2 separate regions of the Rattus norvegicus genome follow, and region 1 is linked to region 2. Evidence: chromatin contacts called from public Hi-C data. All regions are on one chromosome and are shown on one strand. The core of a region is the stretch at or near the end of the contact, and the rest is flanking DNA. Distances in the headings are between cores, read along the strand shown.

Region 1 (5,060 bases), core at 1,119-3,618, 200 kb after region 2:
CATGTCCAAAATGGTAATGGTTGAAGTACTTAGTCAGGCATTGGGGTCAGGACAATGTTTTTTCCTAATGTGTTAAAATTTACCCAGTGCCTATGGGGTACTAAGTATTCTCCTAGATGCTGGGAGAACAAGAGTGCATGGAGCCATCAACACTGCTGTCCTCCTGGACTCCACGCTGTCAGCTGTCATCCAGAACACTCAGAATTCAGCGTTAAAGAGGAAACTCACGAGTATCAGAACAAAAGAACAGTTCTGACCATAGCCAGTATTGAGGGGGGGGGGGGGAACAGAACAAGAAGCAGAGAATCTTTGAGAGAGAAAGCAGAAGGAAAGACTGCCTACTGCCTAAGAAGGTGGCATGGATCCTCCACTCTAAGAGCAAGAGACTAAAGCAGCCAGTCACCTCTACTGGTCTCCATGGAAAAGATGAGCCTAGGACAGAAGGAGTTCTGAGGCTCACTGGTGACTCCAAACATCCATCCCTGGGTGGATCCAGCATCTACAAACAGGTAGGCAAGGAGAGGGCCTCAGCTTTCCCCTCCTAGGAAGAGTTTAACAAGTCATCCTTCTCCAGAGGTGCTGGGTCACAGGGAAGGGGCAGCTCATCTCTTGTTACAGCAGAGTTTACCACAAAGAGGCTGGGATGGGAGAGGTGGAATATGTATCCCCCTTCTAGTGCCAGTTACTCGATGTCAATGAGATTAAGCTTTTGCATTGTAATGCCAACAAGAATAGTTTCATTAAAAAATAGCAATTCTGAAGCAGTTCCTTTACTATAAAGTAAAGCAGATTTCCCTTTTCCAGTATATAATAAACAATAATAAACTATTGAAATTCATTTAAAAATAGGATCCTAATAGTATCCATTTAACACGGGAAAGCAATAGATTGTTCTTCTCCAATCTCTTCACATAAACTGGCTCAAGCAAAAGCACTTTTTACTTAATTTCTCCCTGGATCAATCGAAGCACAGCCAATACGCATGAAAACACTCTAAACTCTGCCCCTGTTCAAATTACTTCCCACTCAAACACCTTTTCATTAATGGTTCCCAGCACATGATTTCTTTCAGAACGGGAAATAAGAGGCTGAAGTGAATTAGCGAGATCAGTCATCCAGAATATTCAGAATGAATCATGGAACGCTTCTTTACCAAAAAGAATTTTTTATCCTTTCGCAGCACAGTGAGGCAATATTTCATTATAACATCAACAAACACGCTAAACCAGAGGCAAATCATATAAAGATACTGCCCAACGGGTCTACAGTACTTAGTACGTTCATTAACAAAATTCTGTTCTCCTATTCATGCACTGAACAAAAGATGTTTGGTTTGATCAGTTTCAAACAGGTCTTTAAAACCGATCACTAGTATCTAGGATCAACCACACTGGAAGAGGAGGAAATTATGCAATGTTATTTTCTGATTCAACACAGCCCTTGAGTTCTCCACGTGCACGGGAAGGGCAGAATGGGATATTGAACTTGGCCGCCCAGCTACTCTTTTTCTTATTTGACTCACTTTAGGAATGCATAATAGGCCCTTTAAAAACTTCCCACTTGGGGAAAATTTAATAATAATAATAATAATAATAATAATAATAATAATAATAATAATAATCCATATATGCACACCCCGCCCCCTCCCTCTTAAAAACAAACCAGACGGTTTTAAGAATTAGCTCCAATAATGTGGTCACGGGAAATATTCCTCCCAAATGACAACTGACCCTAGCAATAGAAACCCTCCAAAGACGTCTTCCCCGGTCTTGGGGAACACAGCTGACACCACCCGGATCATCACCAACACGCACGACCCCGAAAGATGCTGCGTCAAGAGAAGCAAAGGAAAAGAGCAACTCTGGAGGGAGCGAGCCCGCAGAGCCGGTGAGAGGCAGACAGGCACTGACCAGCGCTAACACTCAGGAGCTTTCTCCTTTCCAAAGCCTGGAGTTCCCCGGCAGGAACCAAAAAGAGGGGGGGCAGGAGACCCACAGTCCCTTTAAATCGCCCACCCCCGCGCCTGTCAGCCTCTTCTGAACCCCCATGCCCTACAACTTCCTCCTCATGGAAACTTCCACTGGGTTCGGTGCCCAGGATGCCAAACTCCATTTCACAAGGAGCTTGTCCCCAGCTGGGTTCGGGCTTCAGCTCCCTCAGCACAGGGTGCCCGAGCCCGAGAGGAGCCGGGCGCAGAGGCCCGTGGCAGGGACAGCGCGAGTCTCTGGCCACCCGGGCCGGCCCGCAGGACCTGTACCCCCCACCCCACCCCTCTACGCCCCCTCCACGTCAAGTTACCGGAGCGCTGGAGCCTGGCGGTGGCGCCCCGAGGCGGCGCGCGGGCGAGCTGCGGCCGAGCAGCCGGTGGCCTCCGCTCTGGTGCTCGCATTAGCCAAGCAAAGTTAATCCCGCCGCGTCACGCCGGCCGCCCGCCCGCCCGAGGCTGCGCGGTGCTCGGCCGAGCCGCAGTCTCCTCCCCGCTCCGCCCCCTCCGCCACGGGGTCCCGTGCGGCGCCCGCTCCCCAGCGAGCTCTACTCCCTTGACCCGTCCACTCTCCTCCAGCGCCCGCGCCGAGGGGAGCGGCGCAGGTCCCAGGACACTGGCGACCTCTCTGCTGAGACCTGCGCGGGCCGCGAGGTGCACGGCCCGAGTCCCGCCTCCCGGGGACCCCGCGCGCAGCCTTACTCGGGACTGGGATGCCAGCTCCCGGGCGGCAGGCGAACCGCCGACCGTTCTTCCCTTCTGGTCCTCCAGCCCGACCGATTCGCGCAGCAGCTGTGGCAAGCTCAGGCCACCCTGGCTCCTGCAGAGTCGCAGCGACGAAATGGCCTCGGGTTGTGCACCCCGTCTGGGCCCGAGCAATCCGCCACTTGGGTGCCCTGCGCACCTGCCGCCTAGGTGCGGGTGTCCTCCGCTACGACCCCGTGGTAACGGCGCCTTGTGCGCCACCCTCCCTGGGGTCACGTAGCTGCGGGTCTGGTGGCCGCGCGTCCACCCACCCAACTGCAAGCGCGCGAAGGTTCGAGTTGAGCCATCATTCCTGTAGTTGAAGAGGGTTGGGGTGTGACTGGGGGCAGGGAGTATGAATGACAGGAGACAGAGGGGATCTCCAGGAGCACAACCCTCAGAGACGCCCGACAAGCGCGGCAGGTGTCACCGCGCTCCTCCTTCCGCCCCCAAAGCACTTGTGGTGTGCGTGGGACCACGGGGCGCTCAGATCCTCCCGTGGCTCTGGCCACTCTGCGCCCCACACCAAATGGACAAAGCCTTGCTTGCCCTAAATGAGAAGCGCCCCCCCCCCACCTCCTGCACACCTCACTGAGTTGTGCCCGGTTGGTTCCACAAGTAGGATTTAAAGAGACACCTCGTTATTTCGCCACTGTCCTAGAAATAGAAATATAAAACCGGAAGACAAAAATAATCTCCACCCTGGAAGGGTTCTGTTTTTGCAAGCATAGCGCGCTGAAATGCTGAAAAGTCCGTACCTCAAGTCCTGAAGGTTGGGAACTAACCCAACGGGTGACAGTGTGCTGCTCCAGGTACCCAGGTCGTCTCCCAGCAGCGCCTCGGAGGTAGGTTTTATTGGAAAATGCAGAGTGCTGAGAGAACACGCAGCCAGTGGGAAGTTACACTTGCGACAAAACTACTTTGACTGAGGGCCGAATACAATTATGTTCTTATGAACAGTGTTAAAAAAAAACCTTGAAATTCTTTCTTCAATACACTCATGTAACACGGTGTAGTATACCGAGCCTGGCTATCTCAACGGAGGGAATGATGTCTAGATTATTTTAAAGTGTTTTCTAGATTTCCCACGGGTGATAAGTTTTTTTTCCCCCCAGCGTTACTTGGGCACAGTCCACAGAAAAAGAGAAGGGAGAAAGGCCGACACACCTCTGGCCACAGCACTAACAACTGTGGCGAATCCGGAGCTTTCCGCAGGGCAGAGGAGAGAGAGCTGCGGCAGACAGCAGCTTTGGGGCTAGGACTTTGCCTTTTCCAGCGGCCGGCACAGACTCGGTTGCCCCTTGGATTCTTCGCAAGAAATCTGTGTTTTAATCCTCGCCCCGAATGAAGTCTCACCAAGAGCTTGCCGGCTCTAGAACGAGGGTTGTTTTGCAGGCAAGTTCCTGGGCTTCGCTCCAAAGCTGCCTCGGGATGTTTTGGTTGGTTTAGAGGAAAGCTGCGGCCTCTCCTACCCAGTTCTTAACCAGACAGCCCCCTGGCGGCAGCGAGGAAAAGCCTGGCTGGGCCCAGGTTTCATGTGGGGGGGGAGGGGGCAAGCCTTGCGATCAGCTCTGTAATAAGGGTAGCACCGGGGAATTCAAGAGGCCCTGAGAAGCCTGGAGTCCCAGGACGTCTTACTTCTTTTCCTACACATGTCTCTGAGCCATGTTTTTGCTTAAATTCTCTCTCAAGAAAGACACACACTAAAAGTGAAATCTAACAGCCGCAAAAGGTTACTTTTTTTTGTTTAGATGGTTTTGTCTGATTTCATTTTGCCTGGAAAGTTCTGAAATAAGAATCAAAGTATTTAAAGTCTCGCGACACGACAGTGTTACAGGACTGGCTGTAACCGTGTTATGTAATCAGAGCGCTCCAACAAGGAAATCTGGTAGGATTCCATTGGAACGGGTATTGAGAGCTGAACCAGGCAGGTGGTGGTAAGGGGTTGCCCTAAGAGTCTGTTACACAATGCGGTGTCATGGGAATTCTCAGAGCCATGGGAACTCTCAGGAAGGCAAAGAGATATTCTAACCTGGGAGCACAGGGTCCCCAGGTCCGGTCTATGCTGACTTGTGATGCACAGGTGCTATTTCCAGAACCTAGGATTACAGTTCACCTGCACCAGCCTCCTGACCAATCTATGGATTTCAAGCTGATTATTCCAGTCAAGGAAGCAAGCCATCTGTTTCTTTCGGGCAGAACTACTGGGCGAGAAAGAGGCTGAAACACACAGCCCAAAAGGAGTGGGCTTGGGTCACAGTGCACCCAGCCATGCATCTTCATTTAATATGGCAAAATGTGGTGTGTTGTGAACAGTTATGCACTCTTCTTG
Region 2 (5,075 bases), core at 2,337-4,836:
ATTTACTTGTGTGTGTGTGTGCGTGTGTGTGTGTGTGTGTGTGTGTGATAAATCCGTGTTGTGTGTGCTCTGTGCATATAACACCTGTGTGTAAGTAAGAGTCCTGTGCATACAGCCAAGAGCTGGATGGTATGGCTACCCCCAATACCCAACTTTCTCTGGAGACCATCTATCAACTTTCCAAAGCTGAAATTACACACTGGTTACCATGCCTATTTGGTATTTTTTTTTCTTTTTCTTTTTTTCGGAGCTGGGGACCGAACCCAGGGCCTTGCGCTTGCGAGGCAAACGCTCTACCACTGAGCTAAATCCCCAACCCCCTATTTGGTATTTTTAAGGGTTCTAGGGACTCCGGCCTTCACACTTGCGGGGCACTGGACCATCTCCCAGTCCTAATTTAAAGCTCTTAATTGGCTTTAGTTTTGATCCCGTAACTGGGCAATGTTGTTCTGTAGAATAGAGTGAACATTCCCAGGAGATGGCAGAAGAGGTGGCTTTCACAGACAGAAGGGAGTGAAGTAAACAGAAACCACCAACGTGGGGCGACATGTAGAGAGACCTTCTCTCCTCAGATGGAGGATGGGTAGTGTAACTGAGATACGAGACCGCTTTGCCAACACTAGTTTTCGTTCCTGTGGGGGGCAAAGCAGACATGGTACCACAAATACACCAGCTGAAACTGGCCTGCTGTAATTAACAATTTCTGGGAAGATCAAGTAAGTTGCTTGGCTTCAGCCTGGTGATGTGTCTCCGTTGTGACGGACAGCCTGCAGTGCGTCATGCTCCCAGTTGGTGCAGACAGGACCACACTGAGGATGGATGGGCATCTGGGGCAATGAGAGTCTCAAGCCTGGCCTGAGGGAATGATGAGTGGCTGTACCAGGAACAACAGGCGGGCTGCCTCCATAAATGCTGGGGGCCGTGCAGCTGCAAAGTATCTCCTGCAGGGGGACCTAAAGAGGACTGCTTGAGAGTGCAAGGACTACTGGTGCAAATAATGCCAATCAATCGAGAGCTGCTGTTTAGAAGAGATACTTTCTTGGGACCAACGGGGCGTGGGTGGAGGGTATTAAAGGAGCGTACAACAGTGCTTAGATGAGCTTCCTGCAGCCTTTCTCACCCCTAAGAGCAGGTACGGTTGGGGGTTGGGCGAAGAGCTATCCATGGCATAGGCAACAAGTGGGTGAGGTTATCTCGCAAGTGTTCCCATCTTCCTTTCCACAGAGTTCCACAGGATTCTGTCTAAGAAGTGCCTGGGAGATCACAGGCTGAAGTGACTCTTGTTCTGTCCATTGAGTCTGTGTCAACTGACTTTTACTCTCTGCGTCGGATGGCACTTACATAGACCTCTGGTAATAACCCATATGGAAATAATGTCTTTGGTGGACTAATTTATAGCATGTTCAAAACAAACAGCAACAAACTGGGGAGCGGAAGCAAAGAGGATTAACTGGAGAAACAAATTCTTGGCCAACTTTTATTAACTTCCCAGTAGATCGGTTTTTCTTCTTCCTCGGTCACGTGCATGCACAGTGTTACGCAATGTTTAAAAAAAAAACGGTGCCAGAAAACCAGGAAGTTAGCCGGGCGTAGGGTGCGTGCCTGTAATCCCAGCGCTTAACATGTGGAGGCAGGAGGATTGTTGTGAGTTCAAGGACAGCTTGGGCTGGTATTAGACTATTAGTTACCAATAATATATCCGAGATCATCACAAAACAAAACAGACACCTCGGCCACCCGGAGGGAGGCAGATATTATATCCGTGCCTACATTACAGCCTCCAGAACAATCGGTTTCGATGACTCACGTTGACTCACGGGCTTTCTCTCATTTACATCATGCTTTCTGACTTCTACGATTCTGAAAGTTTGTGGACTCACGCAGAAGCTTGATCTTTAGAGTGGCAGCGCTGATGTGATGGCCTTTTAAAACATGGGCTCACTCGGCTCACTGCTCTTGGAAGGATTAGTGTAGTTTCTACAGGAGCCCTGCCTTTCAACAGAATGGTTACAGCAGGGAGAATGGCCAGGGGACTGCTGTTTGACTTACTCTCCCTAGACAAAATCTCCTTCCCTAAGAGTGTGCCCATGTGCCCCCTGTTCCAGCTACTTCTCCAGCTAATTCCAAGAACTCTTTGAGGTAAGCCTAATCTTAGATTTGAACCCCCAAACTGGAGCTAAAACCTCTTTTCCTTATAAAGGTTCACAGTTTTTTTGGGTTCTTTTTGTTGTTGTTTTATTGTAATAACACAGAACTATACATGAACAAACACAATGAAACAGTGTAATATCCTAGAGTATCTACTTAAGAAGAATGTGAAGAAAAGATCACCAGATTTTATTCATTGCAACAAAAAAAAAAAAATCCCCAGTTTCCCAGAGAGTAGCTGTCTGCTAATTTCTTTTTCTAAGAGAAAACTGTACTCGCAGCAAAGGTTTCAACTAAAAGATCTGAGACTATCTGCTTTTCCGTTTATCTTTTTTTCTGTTGGGGATGGAACTTATCCTATTTAATGACATTGACAATTCGAAGGGACAACATATCATCTCTGCTGAGTATGTGTGAGAGAATTCAGATGCCAATCTACTTTCTTTAGTCACCCAGCTCGGCTGACTGAAGAGCAAATGAATTGGAAGAGCGGTAGTCTGAGCTGATTTCTTTGGTCATGGGATGACTGTACTCACTTGATCTTATATTCCCACCCCAGTGAAAGGAATTAAGTGTGCCCACCTTGATGATGATAATGATTCACTCACATCTCCAGAGCCAGAGACCACCCCCCAGAATTCACTGATTTGACACTTCATCGAGCAGTATCAAACATCCCATGGGCTCACTTGGCGTTTACCGCACACCATGCCTTGAGTTTATTTGAAGCACACCTGTATCACGGCTATTGAATTATCACGACTTAGATTTCGGTTTTAAAACTGTGTCTTAAAGGGTCCAGTTGATATTTTGAAGTTTGTGACTTCACAAGATAAATAATAGTTGTGGTTGTCTGGGTGAGAACTGTCTCAAGGTCACGGGTTTGAAAATTTGGTCCCCAGGTTGGTGACAGGGTTTGGCAGGGTTACAGAACCTCTAGGACACGGAGCTGGAGGAAGTGAGCCACTGGGGGTGAGAGTTTATAGCCTAGTTGTGCTTGCTGGCCTCCTCTGTGCTGGTGACATGTGACCAGCCAGCTTCCTGCCTTCTGAGCCATCCTTGACTCATATCCCTCTAGAGCTTTAAGCTAGAACAACCTGTCTCTGTTGGACCTTGCTTTGGCCATAGTATTTTTCACGACAACAGAAAAGTGCTTAATCTAACAGAGCAACTGCGTGCAAGACTCTTTACCTTTTGGGGACCCAAGGTTGGCTGGTTCCCTTCCTCCGTCCCTCCCTCCCTCTCCTTACCCTCACTCCTCCCCAATTTCGTCCAGTGAAGCTACTGGATTACATCTATATTGAGACAGATTTTCTTTGGGACAGAGAGGCACAGCGGCAGCTGCACAGAGGAAAGCTTCGTGCAGTAATAGCTAACCCTCCCGTGAGAGACACATGCTCATTTCTTCTTCAAGCCATTTGTTTTCATCATAAAAAGGGCCAAAGCACCACCCTGATTGCAACGGCTTACTCTCTGCTACTGTGTGCAGTTTGAAATTCGACCAGAGGGGCTCATCTTTTCGATACTGCCAACAAGTGCTGTCTCTAACTCCAGCAGGCCAGGCATGGGACTCCTGTGAGGTCTGAGAAAGTCTTGACAGCTAACGCTCCCTCATCTGAATTCAGTAGCAGCCGCCTATTTGGATCTCCGCACTATGTCTTGATGGCTTTCACATAACGAAAGATTTGGAGCCTAACGGCATGCTCTCATCCCTTACCACAGAATCTTCCTGCTTCGTCTTGCGTTCCCCACCCCCACCCCCTGCCAACTTCTTGCCCTGCGGTTGATACTTCCTCTTCCAAGCGCTGCTGTGGGCTCTGTAGTTTGGGTTTCAATATGAATGTAAATATTGGTTTGAAAAGGACGACTGAAAGTTATACGTGTTTGTATTCTGTCTAAGCTCCGCCCCCACAGCTATCTGGCAACAGTCAGGTAAGCTCCGCCCCACCGTTGCCTGGCAACAGCCAGCTGTGCCTGATACACCATAAGGGGCTGCTTGCCCCCTCCTCATTCTCTTACTCTTACTCCTTCCTTCTCCGCCCTCGTGCTCTCTTTGTCCCCGTCCCTTTTCTCCCCATCCCCTCCCTCATGGCCGGCCTTTACTTATCCTCCCTTCTACTCTTCTTCTCTCACTAAACCTTTCCACGTGGAACCGTGTTGGCTTGGTGTGTTCTGTCCGGGAATCGAGCCAAGATTTAAACCGTAACAATATGTAACAGCCTACAGCTTGAAAAGAACTGAAGTGTCATATTTTCTTCATGCTAAATAATTTTACAGCTTTGGACGACTAAAAGTTAGAACTTGAAATTTAAAAAGTGTTCTGATACCTTGTCCCAAGCGTTAATGGTTATTATAAATTTCGGGAATTTTGATCCTGGCCAAGCCATCTGATCTCACCTTCTCAAATGAAGAAGGTGAGACCATTACCTCTGATGTCTCTGCTGGCTCCTTTTTTAAAGGAATTTTTTTGTGATGTAGGGGAGCCAAAGGGGAGGAGCCATAGTTAAGTGATGGCTCTGAGAGCCACAGTTCACTATTACCCTGCACTTTTGGCCACTTTTGACTACACATCTAGTTTGTGTTTGGTTTATCTAGTGTGAGGAAATGTGTGTTTTCTTCTGCTTTTTTGACAGTGAGGGGAGGCTTATTTTGGTTTCTTGTCTGTCACTTCACTGAACTTTACAAACTGGTAGGAGCAGCTGTCCGCCCTTGTTTCAAAGATGAAGCCTTAGGGACTTTAAAGACAGGACATGGAAAGGCTTTATCATCTATGATTCTGACTCAGGAGTCTAGTCCAGTCTGCTAGACCCACAAGTGTGGTAAATACCCTCTCCAGGTGACTGGGGCATTTGAGCCTCATCTGCACCCGAGTTGTCTCTCCTCCCACCCCCAGTGTTTAAATGCCCTGATACTGAAAAGGAAGGAAC

The links. A called contact is a pair of places that touch in the nucleus more often than the background predicts.
Region 1: a Hi-C map of mammary epithelial cells shows a contact between it and region 2, with 2.2 times the contacts expected there. The contact joins the promoter of Thrb here to the enhancer-like site in region 2. A contact is called at or near these places in 2 of 12 Hi-C or Micro-C datasets (frontal cortex and mammary epithelial cells).

What each region holds. Positions count from the first base shown.
Region 1 is chr15:10,459,078-10,464,137 of GRCr8, forward strand. Thrb (thyroid hormone receptor beta) reads right to left here and starts at 2,369. Exons shown (of 12, transcript NM_012672.3): 1 at 2,299-2,369. It overlaps LOC120096914 (a long non-coding RNA gene), which reads left to right and starts at 3,439. Exons shown (of 2, transcript XR_005493837.2): 1 at 3,439-3,573; 2 at 3,844-4,477.
Region 2 is chr15:10,253,730-10,258,804 of GRCr8, forward strand. All of the region lies in intron 3 of Thrb (thyroid hormone receptor beta), which reads right to left. Among named protein-coding and RNA genes, the nearest start is that of Gapdhl7, 200 kb to the left of the region's middle. Within about 2 kb of position 3,587, at least 27 of the 93 cell types and tissues checked have an H3K27ac peak or open chromatin away from gene starts, as enhancers often do.